Regions from separate parts of the Zea mays genome. Here region 1 is linked to region 2. The links are chromatin contacts, called in public Hi-C maps. All regions are on one chromosome and are shown on one strand. The core of a region is the stretch at or near the end of the contact, and the rest is flanking DNA. Distances in the headings are between cores, read along the strand shown. Region 1 has its middle 20 kb from the start of LOC100282701. Region 2 holds the start of LOC100217080.

What was found. Hi-C and Micro-C count contacts between places; a contact is called where the count stands out from the background.
Region 1: a contact with region 2 is called in a Hi-C map of leaf, with 5 times the contacts expected there. The contact joins the enhancer-like site here to the promoter of LOC100217080 in region 2. A contact is called at or near these places in 2 of 25 Hi-C or Micro-C datasets (ear and leaf).

Annotation. Positions count from the first base shown.
Region 1 is chr3:202,661,208-202,667,863 of Zm-B73-REFERENCE-NAM-5.0, reverse strand. No RefSeq gene overlaps it. Among protein-coding and RNA genes, the nearest start is that of LOC100282701, 20 kb to the left of the region's middle. Within about 2 kb of position 2,268, at least 16 of the 20 cell types and tissues checked have an H3K27ac peak or open chromatin away from gene starts, as enhancers often do. A contact at or near this core is called in ear and leaf, where this site is marked.
Region 2 is chr3:202,591,669-202,598,248 of Zm-B73-REFERENCE-NAM-5.0, reverse strand. It overlaps LOC100217080, which reads left to right and starts at 2,527. Exons shown (of 1, transcript NM_001143450.1): 1 at 2,527-3,920. The coding sequence starts at 2,597. The coding sequence ends at 3,715.

The DNA of each region.
Region 1 (6,656 bases), core at 1,019-3,518, 70 kb before region 2:
TGAAAAATTCAAAATTTTAAAATTCAAACATAGTTTTGCATGATAAGATGATTTCAAACCAAAACATTGTCAACTACAAAGTTTTATAACTCTTCAGTACCTACAACTTTCATGTTGGTGGTTTTTTCTTTCGAGGACATTTTCAAAATTCAAATTTTTAGTTTTTTTAAATTCAGACGTAGTTTTCATTAACAATATGACTTAAATCAAAAAGTTACCAACTACAAAATTCTACAACTTCTCGAGATCTACACATTTTATTTTGGTTGTTTGGTCATTTGTTCATCTCACATGATGGTTCTAATAATATGCACAAATCTTATACATCTCTCTCGTAGTTTCATAAACTATGAGAGAGATATAGGTTTTATGAACAAATTTATTTTTATTTTATCATATAAAGAAATGTTCAAAATATAAATTGTACATCACGATGAGTTATACAAATTTGTAGTTGAAAACTTTTTCATTTGAATTAATTTACTGCTTTAAAATGTGATTTTTAAATTGTCTTCGCCTAGTGTTGAAAAAAGCACTCGGCAAAGAAGCTCTTTGCCGAATGACAAAAATAAAACACTCGGCAAAGAAGTTATTTTGTCGAGTGTTTTCTTTTACCGAGGGTTTTTGCGTGGCGCTCGACAAAGAGTTTTTTTGCCGAGTGTCCGAAAAAAACACTCGACAAAATATTTGTCACTCGGCAAAGAGCCAAATTCTGGTAGTGATAGGTCAATCCAATAACGTAAACTTTACCATGTCTCCATATCAATGATTTCAAGTCGCCTAGTTGTCTGGTCGAACCCTAGGGCCGAGCAGGCGACTAGTCGCGATTAGACGACGACTAGGGCGACTAGTCGGTCCCTGGTCGTCCTAGACTAGTAGTTATACTTATATAGGTATATATATAAATATACTTGTATATATTATATAAATTAGAACAAACAACTAGGATAAACAAAGTAACATATTGTTTCATTGTTTAGGGTTTAGGTTTATTTAGGGTTAGGGGGAGAAGTGGGGGAACAGGAGGGACCTTCAGATGACGTGCTCATCTCGTCACTGGTTTGCAGCCACCGCCGGTTGGAGACTGCAGTAGTGCAGCAGGCGAGCAGGACTGCAGAAGAAGGGGCAGGGGACGCATGGTGTTGTAGCCGCCGGTGTAGCCGCCGGCAATCAGGAGTTCAGGACTGTAGGGGCAGTGCCAAGAGAGGAGAGGAGAGGAGACATGCAGGTTGGAGACTATTGACGGCTAGGTTAGAACAGGAGAGGAGAGGGTACTCTAAATTAGACTGTAGATGGGCTAAAAAAGACCCAATAACTAAACCCTAGCCAGGACGAGGAAGACACATAACTTGGACGACTAGTCGCCCTAGTCGATGATTAGTCGGACGACCAGGACGACTAGGCCTTCTAGTCGAGTCGTCTAGCAAATCGTGTCCTAATTGCCGACCAGCCCGACTAATAACGATTAATCGTGATTAGTCGGACGACTTGAAATCATTGCTCTATATTATTAATTTGATATCTCTATATCATTGATCCGTGAAACATTATGGTCAATCTATAAAATCGTTATTGTCCCATATAATGACGTAAGACCAATGATGCTTTGAACAACATTATAAAACATATTATTTCACAAATAAGTCGCGTACTTGGTACATGCGGAGATGAAACGCTATAACATCGTTGTGCTAGTATCGTGTTCGCAGCGAGATAAATGGCAGCGACGTCTTGGACGCCCGCAACCACTAATATAAGTCTCACTAGCATATCAGTCTCTTTGATGTATACACTTGTTAATAGACTTGTTAATAGCCTTTTATACGCAAGATTTATTAATCCTTTTAGACTAGTTTGGAACCCTATTTTACCAAGAGATTTTTATTTTCCGAAGAAAAAATAGTTCATTTTCTCTTGAAAAATAGAAATAGCTTAAAAATAGAGTTTCCAAACTAAACCTTAAGTCATGTATAACCTAAAGTCTCTTGTTCAGTTTTCTATATACAAGGAACACCTAAAAAACTGCATTATATAATTAGATCTCTTTAAAACCAGTCATATTATAAATACTGTTAAAAGACATTATATATGAGGATTTAATAGAGACAGGCTCAGAACTCTTCTGAAAGAGCCCGTCTCTATATTTTTTTACATTTAACCCCTGAAGCTCTCAAGAGACGGACAAGATCCCCGCTCCACCACCTCGGACTACTCCATCCTCCTCCAGCTAAAAAAACCACAGCCCGAGTGCGGTGACCATGGACCGAAGATGTATGGACCGAAGATGTATGACGGCCAGCGAAACGACGAGCCTTCTCGTGGCCCGTGTAGGGTAGTTGAGTTCCGTATGAAAAGGCCCACAGAGTAACTCACGCCACCATTAGCCCATGATGATTTCAACGTTTTGTACAGCTCATCAAGATAAAAGAACAAGTCCAATTATCAATGTCGTCTTGTTATTTTTCATTTTACCTCTCTTAAGTCTTAACTATTATGTCTTCTGATTTTCCTCTTCCAAGTAAATAATCGGATATCCTACATCATGAAGGGTCTAATCTATATGGATATCCTACATCATGAAGGGTCTAATCTATATGGCAACATATCAGATGCAAACCAAATTTCTGTGCAAACTAACTAATAAAAATCACAAAAAATTCTTAAAATATTATAAATGTTCTTCGCTGTCTACTCTACCATTGTAAAATTTCAAGTTCAAATTAATCATATGCTAAAAGATAAAAAAGAGAATTCTGAGATACAAAAAGTGAAAATTATCTCAGAATTTTCTCCTTTTTGTATCTCTTAACATATGATGAATTTGAACTTTAAATTTTAAAGGTGATAGAGTAGGCAAAGAAGTACATCTATATTTTTTTAGAATTGTTTATGACTTTTGTTAGTTTGTTTGCACGGGAACTTGGTTTACACCTTATACGTTATCAATCTATATATCTCAGGAGCGGATTCATAGGGGGCAAAGGTGGCCATGCCCCTCCCCCATTTTTTTTGTAAAACCTCATACACCTAACATTCATTTAATGTTAAGTATAGAAAAATAAACTTTTAGGTGGATTAAATCAACCATGTTCTAATCTTTTCGTCATATCAACGTAGTCCTCCTGACTTTCGTCATCCTCTTTGGTCCAGTCCCCGCATCTATCTATTTAGCCTTATTATATTTGACGTCGTACGGGCCAGTTCGTCCCGATGCCACCTGCCACTGCCTCCTTCCCAATGTGTGACGCCATCTGACCCCAAACCCTCGCGACACCTTGACCCCACTTGTCATCGTCAAGACGCCGACACGTATGGCAGGCCTGATCTCACTCGACGGTCGATGAGATTGGTGAACCTGTGAGCTCGGGCTCCGTATTGGAGAGACTGCCTGACATCGCCCCCTTCCTAGCGCCCTCACTGAAAGGGAATTAGGCTTACACCTAGTTCCTAATTAATTTTGGTGGTTGAATTGCCCAACACAAATAATTGGACTAACTAGTTTGCTCTAGATTATATGTTCTACAGGTGCCAAAGGTTCATCTACAACTATACTAAATATACTAAATCGACTGTCCGGAATACCGTAGATTATTCCGGACAGGAGAGGCTTTTTGGAAAAAATAGGCCAAGTGCGGACCGTCCGGGCACTTGCGGCGGACCGTCCGCAACACCAGGATGACCCTCGGACAGAACCAATGCAAAAATCCAAGTCTGCACTACGGACCGTCCGGAGGAAAAGCAAGGACCGTCCGAGACCTCACGCGGACCGTCCGGCCTCAGGCGCGGACCGTCCGGTAGGTGAGAAACCAAAAAACCCGAAGGTGACGGGTTCGGAAAAATGAATTATAGCGTCCTCGCGGACCGTCTGGGGTGCACGACCGGACCGTCCGCGACTGGCTTTATCTGACATCTGACGACGCATTAAATGCAATATAGCCGTTGATATAGCCGTTACTGCTGACCGTTGCGTTTTCAGCCATTGATCTACAGGCGCGGACTGTCTGGACCAGGCGGGCGGACCGTCCGTGGTCGGCAGAATGGAGCAACGGCTAGGAAGTGGTTGGTGGCTATAAATACAACCCCAACCACCTCCATTCACTTCACCCAAGCATTCCAACCTTCAACATTCAATACAAGAGCTAGCAATCCATTCCAAGACACATTCAAAGCCTCCATCTCTCCAAGTTTCACAATTGAGAAAAGAGATCATTAGTGATTAGTGACTTAAGAGAGAAAGTGATCCGTGTGTTATTTGTTGCTCTTGTCGCTTGGCTTTTGTAATCGTGCTTTCTTTCGATCTTTCTTGCGATCAACTCAATTGTAACCAAGGCAAGAGACACCAATTGTGTGGTGGTCCTTGCGGGGAAGTTTGTTCCCGTTTGATTGAGAAGAAGAAGCTCACTCGGTCCGAGGGACCGTTTGAGAGAGGGAAAGGGTTGAAAGAGACCCAGTCTTTATGACCACCTCAACGGGGAGTAGGTTTGCGTGAACCGAACCTCGGTAAAACAAATCCACGTGTCACACTCCTTATTCGCTTGCGATTTGTTTTGCACCCTCTCTTGCGGACTCGATTATATTTCTAATGCTAACCCGACTTGTAGTTGTGATTAATTTTGTAAATTTTAGTTTCGCCCTATTCACCCCCCCTCTAGGCGACTTTCAATTGGTATCAGAGCCCGGTGCTTCATTAGAGCCTAACCGCTCGAAGTGATGTCGGGAGAACACGCCAAGAAGGAGATGGAGACCAGCGAAAAGCCCACTACAAGCCACGGGAAGGCTTCATCGGAAGAGTCCTGCAACAAAAAGAAAGGGAAGGAGAAGAAGGCCTCCTCCGACAAGTCGCATCGGAGTGGCGACAAGAAAAAGAAGATGAGGAAGGTGGTCTACTACGAGACCGACACTTCATCACCTTCCACATCCGGCTCCGACGCGCCCTCCATAACTTCTAAGCGCCATGAGCGCAAGAAGTTTAGTAAGATCCCCCTACGCTACCCTCGCATTACTAAGCATACACCTTTACTTTCCGTCCCGTTAGGCAAACCACCAACTTTTGATGGTGAAGATTATGCTAGGTGGAGTGATTTAATGCGATTTCATCTAACCTCACTCCACAAAATTATATGGGATGTCGTTGAGTTTGGTGTGTAGGTACCATCCGTAGGGGATGAAGATTATGATATTGATGAAGTAGCCCAAATCGAGCACTTCAACTCCCAAGCCACAACAATACTCCTCGCCTCTCTAAGTAGAGAGGAGTACAACAAGGTGCAAGGATTAAAAAGTGCCAAAGAAGTTTGGGACGTGCTCAAGTCCGCGCACGAGGGTGATGAACTCACCAAAATCACCAAGCGGGAAACGATTGAGGGGGAGCTCGGTCGATTCCGTCTTCGCCAAGGGGAGGAGCCACAAGATATGTACAACCGGCTCAAAACCTTGGTGAACCAAGTGCGCAACCTCGGGAGCAAAAAGTGGGATGACCACGAGGTGGTTAAGGTTATTCTAAGATCTCTTATTTTCCTTAACCCTACTCAAGTACAATTAATTCGTGGCAACCCAAGATATACTCTAATGACTCCCGAGGAAGTGATCGGGAATTTTGTGAGCTTTGAATTTATGATCAAGGGCTCACGGAAGATCAACGAGCTTGACGGTCCTTCTACGTCTGAAGCTCAACCGGTCGCATTCAAAGCGACGGAAGAAAAGAAGGAGGAGTCTGTCGGTGTTTTGGGTCCGACCGCACACCCGGGGTTGCCCCTCAAGGTGTTTTAGGAGTAGGACGGTGTCGACAACTGTAGCAAAATGGTTCGTGTCGATCGCACGAGGGACAGTGGACAAGGTTTACAGGTTCGGGCCGCTTAGAGATGCGTAACACCCTACGTCCTGGTGAGTATGCTAGGCGAATGTGGTTACAAGAGGGCTCTCTGGATTGAGAGTTCAGAGAGCTGGCGTGGGTGACTAAATAAAGGGCCGATCGTTCTGAAGGGGTGCCCCCTAGGCCTTATATACTCGACCGTGGGGCAGTACATGTGGATAAGATAACAACAAGTAGCTAAAAAATAGTGAACCTCTTGAGATTATCTCTACGCAACCCTCACCGACTTATCCTCGCATGGCTCTGTTGCATGGGGGCTTTAGCGCGGGAAAGTCGGGTCTCTGTTGCGATTTACTCGCCCGACGTTGTGGGCCGTCCGGGTTTGCATCAATCCGGTCTTACGTCTTCTCTGCTTTGTTGGTTGTTTCTCCTCAGGCCCACGAAGGAATGACCTTACGATTTATTGGGCCCTTGGGCCTTTCGTGAGGTCTTTTACTTCTTTAGTGGACCCGGGGGATATCCCTCCCCCACAAGCCCCCGATCTTTAGGTTGATTTAGAGGTAATCAACCCAAAGATCCAATGTCCAAAAAATGACTTCCTGCTGTCTTCTTTTGCTCCGATCACTCGTTCAACCGAAGTTTAGTTTTGTGCTTGTGCCTTAGAGGTCGGCATTTTGATTTGTTGGATTCTGAACTTCATTGGGTGCGCCGGAGGTGCACCCAATGGGTGTAGCCCCCCGACCTTTGAGTAGATTTTTAGAAGATAATCTACTCGAAGGTCTTCACCAGAAATTATCTCCATTTGCGCTCCTGCGTCTCGGTTGAGGATTGGTCTTTTTAATCT
Region 2 (6,580 bases), core at 1,278-3,777:
GTTTTTTTAAAAACGTTTTAAATTAGGAGACCGGCTTCTGATTTCGTCGAGGAAATGGACTGAGCCGGCCCCGTGGCACTAAGTCCATTTTTAAGCTTTTTAAAGTAAATAGTTTTATTAGTTCAATATATAGTATAGATCGATCTATTTTTTATATCTATAAATAGTTAAACACTTAGCGCTAGTTTGAAAACCTTATTTTTTTGAAGGGAAATTAGTTCATTTTTTTTGAAAATAAGAATCACTTGGGAAAATGGTGCTCCAAACTAGTCATAATAGTAAGATTTAAGAGGTGTTTGGTTTGATAAATCACTGGTGCATCATAAGTCTATTTCTCAAATTTGGTGTGATGATCACATTTCTCATGTTAGTACTAACTAACTAATTAAGTATGAGAAATGAGATGATGATAGATCAACTCATTTCATTCCATAAACCAAACAAAAAAAGTGAGGAGTAAGAAGATGATTTACTAGCTTATTCCTCAAACCAAATACCCTACAAGTACATGATTTTTGTCCGTAATTTTAGAATTCAAATAACCAGCTAACTATTAGCTGTAGTACATTTAAACGACCTCCAAAGCTAAAACACTCCACGCTCATCAATCGATTGAAAATATCATAGAAAGTGACGGAGTACAAAGAATATTTAACACACAACAAATTAAATTATATAATAATAATGCATGGTGTGTGTATATATATAGAAGTAGAACATTGTCTCAAATGGGAATAAATTGTTATCAAATGAGAATAAATTACTAAGAAACATGCACATGGTAAATAATGCATAATACAAAGTCATACCAATTGAAATCCCCCCTAGCTGCAGCGTCATGAAGGTGCGAGTGTTGCGGCTGGAGTAGAGACTAGAGACCGGTGTGCACTCTCTATAGATAATAGCCTCTGGATGCCGAGGTAATCGAAGTCGAGGTGGTACGGTGCTGTGGCTTGGAGACACACAACAATAGCTTCATTTTCAGAGGGTTGACGTTCGAGCATCAACGACCAGCGAGACGACGTAAAAGGGACAACAACAACTCTGTGGGCCTTCTTGTTTCTTTTCGTATCCTATCATCGAGGAGCCCCATCAAGGAGGCCGACAACAACGCACACGTCTATACCGGTCAGGGTGGTCGTGCCTGCCAGAGGAACCAAAGAGACAACGGTAGATCCAGCCCGAGAAGGATCACGACAGGAAGATGGTGATCCGGCCATCCCACTGTGTCTTTTCTTATACCGCTTCTTCGTGTAAAAAATATAGGAAAAAAATTTGGTATGCCATCAAATTTTATATTCATTCCTTGTATGCCACTAATTAGCATATAGATATATTTTATATGTGTATGATATGTAGGGTCAATGACACACAATGAACGAGTATATTTTCCAAATGACATAGAGAAAATTGGTCCAAAAATATATATTAGATGCATGCAGCGTCAAAACGGCAGGTAGTTTATGCCCCTGTTTGTTTCAGCTTTTTGCAGCTTCTGGTCAACAGAAGCTGCTGCGGGCTGCCAAACGCTCAGCTTTTCAGCCAGCTTCTATAAAATTCGTTTGGATAAAAACCATTCAAAATCAACATAAATACATTATCGGTTGAGTCGTTGCAATAGTAGAAATCCGTCGCTTTCTAGATCGTAAGCCATATGGACAACTTTATCTTCCTCCGTACGTAATCCTAATGATACCTAGATTATCTACACAGCCAGATTTTCCCCATAGCCCGATTCTCAGAAAAGCTGGTCAGAAAAAAGCTGAACCAAACAGGCCCTATGGCTCGCGAAGAAACTAACAAAAAGTGACTCGTCAGACCGGCTGGTAATATAATAGGCATGGAGTAAAACCGCTTATACAAGCTCCGTTTACACCACTAGTGGGGTGCACGCGTGTAGAGACTCCGCGCCCATCTCTTTCAGAGATGAGACGACACTCCTGGCCATACAATAAAAAGCGACAAGGCAGGATGTGGACAGTAATGGGTACAATAGGCTGAACCCTCCTGGGCAGCAGCTGTTTAGTGGGCGAGACAGTGTGCTGATTTGCAGCTAATCCGTGGGCTGCTGGCGGAGCAGGCTTTGTGCTTGCATCTCATCTCATCCCATCCATTGTGTCTTGTCAGCAGCGAAAATGCCCGGATGGCATGGGTCAGTGGAATTACTATTATTTTGAACAATTGGACGGTCAGTGTTGCTGATTGAAAAAGCTTCTGCTGCCTCAAAAGGTCTTTCTGGACAGCTAGTCAGCTACAGTATCCAAGTGGGAAAAACAATAAACCTGCAGCAACAGCCTAAACAGCTCCAGCCAACTGTCATCTGTACCGATCACAATCGAAAACAAACAGGGTCTAAGTAACATTTGAGGTCGTCTATCTGGGCCCTAGTTTGTCCAAACCCATGCCGGTATGACTTGCTTGCCAGGCCTGGTTTGCCAAGGCTAGATCGGCCCATACTCCGGCCTTTCAGTTCATCATCACTTGTCCGTTTTCCTCTGACGACACCCCGAGCCCGAAGAGGCGACTCGTTCCCCTCCCTCTGGCGATCTGTCTCCTCTGCTCCCCGTGCGTCGAGCCGTCGAGGCTTGGAGGTCTCATGGTACCCGATCCCCCCTCCCCGCTGCAGAGAAACAAGCAGCCGGCAAAGCAGATGAGCAAGTCCTCCTCGCATCGGCCGAGCAAGTCATCGACACCATCCCACGCTCCGGGACGGTTAACTCTGAGTCTGACCAGCCCCTTCGCGTCGCCGCTGCTTCTCTTACTTACGGCCGCCGCCGCCGCCGCTGTGTTCCTCTACTCCCTGACCGCCGCCCGCTCGTACGGGGCCCGCGGGGAGGCTCCTCCGCTCTCCTCCCCGACGGTGGAGACCATGGAGAGAGCGCGCGCCATCTGGGAGCTACCCGCCGCGGGGCCGGCCAGGGCGGTCCTCTTCGTCGCCCACGGCTGCCGCTGCCGCCCGGAGAACTTCTGGCCGCCGTCCCCGCGCTGCCCGGGGTGCGTCGGCCTGCCAGAGGACGTCGCCATCACGGACCGCGCGCTGCGGAGGCGGTTCGCGGTGCTGGCCGTCGCGAGCGCCGGGGAGTGCTGGTCGCCGGGGAAGGAGGTCGACGTCGCCAAGCGGGTGATCCGGTCCTGGGCCGCCAAGAACGGGCTCGAAGGCCTGCCGGTAGTCGCCCTCGGCGCTTCGTCCGGCGGGTACTTCGTGTCCAGGCTGGCGGCCAAGATGAGCCTCGCCGCCGTCGTGATTATGATCGCCGAGGGCGCGTTCGGCAGCTCAGCTGGCGCGCTTCCGGCGGTTTACCCTCCCGCGATGTTCATCCACATGCCGAAAGATAAGCGGAGGGCAGTGCTGGTGGATAAGAATTCCAAGATGCTGATGAAGAATGGCGTTGAGGTGAAGGAGCTCCAGAGCCTCGAGCTCCCTTTGACGCCTACTCTGCTTTCCGAGAGGATACCTGGGCTGGACCGCGGGCTATCAGAAAGGATCTGGACAGTGTTCAGGGAAGAAGCTTTCGTTGATGACAAAGGATACATGAAAGAGGATGGCCGGGAAACGCCATGGAAGGATGCATTGGTCAAGAGGGGCCTCTGGGAAGAGGTGTCTGCGTTGGCTGATCACATCCAGGAAGAGCTAAATCTTGCTTATGGATACCACGAGATGACGAGCTTACACGCTGATGAGATGTTTGATTGGGTTGACAAGCACTTGAGATGAGGGGGCTATGGTGGATCATTTCAGCATCGGTGCAGCTTCTATTAAACTAGTTGGAGAAATGTAGGGGAATGAAAATCATAAACTGGTGACACAGAAGACACGCACAACATATCCATCCTAACATTCGGATGAACTGACTTTATTATGTGAAATGTGTCGTGTTCACTACTTCCAGCTTGCTCTTGTGCAATGGATTTGTGAAAAGAAGTACTCTATCCGTCCTAAAATATTAGTTGTTTTAACTTTTTAACTTTTATGTCTATGTTCAAATAGATGATGATGAATATAGAGACATATATAAAATAAATACATTAGTTATTGTATGAATAACTAAAAATGTAAAACAAATTTTATTTTGGGACAAAGGGAGTATATATAGAGATAGTTCGGTGAGATCTTTCTCTGATATGCAATGTGGACTTTCTGTTAATCAAAGATGAGATTTTGCATAAAAATGATCTTGTTTGTATCTGAATAATCACATGGGATCATCTTTTTTGTAAGCTGAGGATAAGATCCTGCATTCATGCTGCTTGAAATAACCTTTTGATCTGTGGAATTAGTTTTCCTTTCTGAACTTGGTTCCTCTCTTTCAGACACTTGTGAACTGTTGTCTTCATTCTCCAATGGTCCAAATAAGGGGGTGTTTGGTTTATTTAGTCATCCTTCTAAACTTTAGAAACTAAACTTTAGTCCCTACAATTTCTATTTGGGAGGCGCCTTTAATTATATTGATTGGCAATTTAGGGACTAAAAGTGTATCCCTCTTTTGAATTGGCTGGATTTGCAGGCTCCCCCGTGGGCTTTCCTCAATCCGTCCTCTTTTGCTCACCCTTATCCTTTCTTCGTTCCAAATTCTATACATTTGTGAACACATGGTTGATATGTGCTCTTATGGTTTAGATTGTGATGAGTGATTGTCAACAAGTGTAACGTCTTGGGTTGAGTTGTGTGGACTAACTAGGGCATGGACGTGATTGTGTAACATGTCTTTTGGTTTATGATGTGCAGGTGTGGAGTCTGGAGACAATGGTCAATGACGAAGTTCATATGGGTTCATGTCGAGGGATCAAAAGCGATGAAGGACGAACATTGGGTCTTGATCGAGGACCTAGAGAAGCCAGATGAGTAGCCATGGCGACTGACACCTAGGAACAATGACAGACGCAAGGACATGGAGAAGTGGATCATATATCGTCAACGTGGTTGGGGGCGGTGGGGCACATGTCAAGGATGTGGGGTGCGTACGGTACCCATGAGGATTTTGGTCGTTGAGCCTCAAAACCAGACAACACAACAATTCACGGGTTTCACCGAATTTGAGCCTCAAAACCCGACAACACGGTTCTAAAGGAAATCGAAGGCGCATGTGGTGTCAGCGCGAAAGGTTGCGTTGAGGTGAACCAACTTCGTGAAGAGTGTGTGGTCGTCAGATAAAGAAATCCAAGATTTGGTCCATTTTGATCCTGTATGAGTGGATAGACTTTATGTATCTATGAATAGTTTATGAAATATGAATAACCCTATATAAATAGGAGGAGAGAGTTGAACCGTTGAACTATCTCTCTAACATCTTCCTAGCTTGTAATCTTCATTTTCCTTCTCATTTAGTTAGGAAATCCTTAGATGCTTTGAACCTTGATATCTAAGTTCATGCAATATTGAGAAAGTGTGGCCATAACCTCACTTAGCCCTCTGGTTTTCAATTTGTGCCAAATTATGATGGGTCTTCTCCTCTTTACCCTTTCATTTTTTTGAGTTGATTTTTGGCTTTGCAAGTTTGGAAAGTGTCTTGGGGTTTATCTGTTGTTTAGAAAATGTCTTGGATTCATTGCAACATCTTGTATGAGTTGATCCAATTTATGGATAAGTTTTCTAACAGATTTGCACTTTTTGATAAAACTCAAGTTGAGTTTGAGTTTTCTGATTTGACTTTGAAGTTTTTATCCTTTTTATGCTCAAACTTTTTGAGTGGCTTCCCCTTCCTCTCTTCACTTTGTTCGCAACATTGGGAGGCAATTAGAGCAAATTTTGTTGTGCGTTATTGCTGCTCCACGTGCGACACTACCGCTCAGCCCTAACTCTTTTGGGTTTTCTTCTAAACCTTTTTGGAGCATTTTGATGGTCTTAATGGTTTTGGCTAAGATTACTGTTAGAATACCCGTTTAGGGTTTGGGGTCTTCCCCGTGTAATGAACATCTCACCCCTCTGTAATGGGCCTGGCCCAGTTTACTCGGCTTATTAATACATCACCCAACCCCTGTTAGGGTTAGGGTTTTACACTCCAATATGGTATCAGATTAGGTCTTTCCCACCCTGCTCTCTCCCAGCCGCCGGCTCCAACCGACGGCACCTCTCCTTCGCCACCGCCGAGCCGCCCGTCCCCAAGCTCGCGGCCCGACGCGCCGCCAGGAGCAGCAGCCGCGCCCGGCGCCGCTCTCTGCCCCGCGACCTGCCCAGGCTGCGGCCGAGCCGCCGTCCGCGCACTCCGCCGGATCCCCGCCCAGGCGCGCCTTGGACGGCCGCCGCCAGGTCTCGACCCCGGCCGCACTCGCGCCAGGGAGCCGAGCAGCCCAGGCGTCGACCCCGACGCCGCCCAGCGCCAGGCCGCCTCGCATCCGGGGCCGCACCCGCGCCCGACGCCCGACCCCATCGTCCATCCTTCTCCCCGGTTCTGGGGTTTGAGGCGGCGGACGGCAAGATCAGCGCACCAGCTCAGGCGCCGCCCCCACCGCCAGCTGCGCCCTTCCTGCTCGCGCACGTCGCCACCGTGTCGTCCAGGAGCTCCTGGCGGGAGGACCCGCGCTCCTGCTGTTTCGCGCCCGGCTGTCCAGTCCGCGCCTCCCTGCACCGGGTGACCGTGCC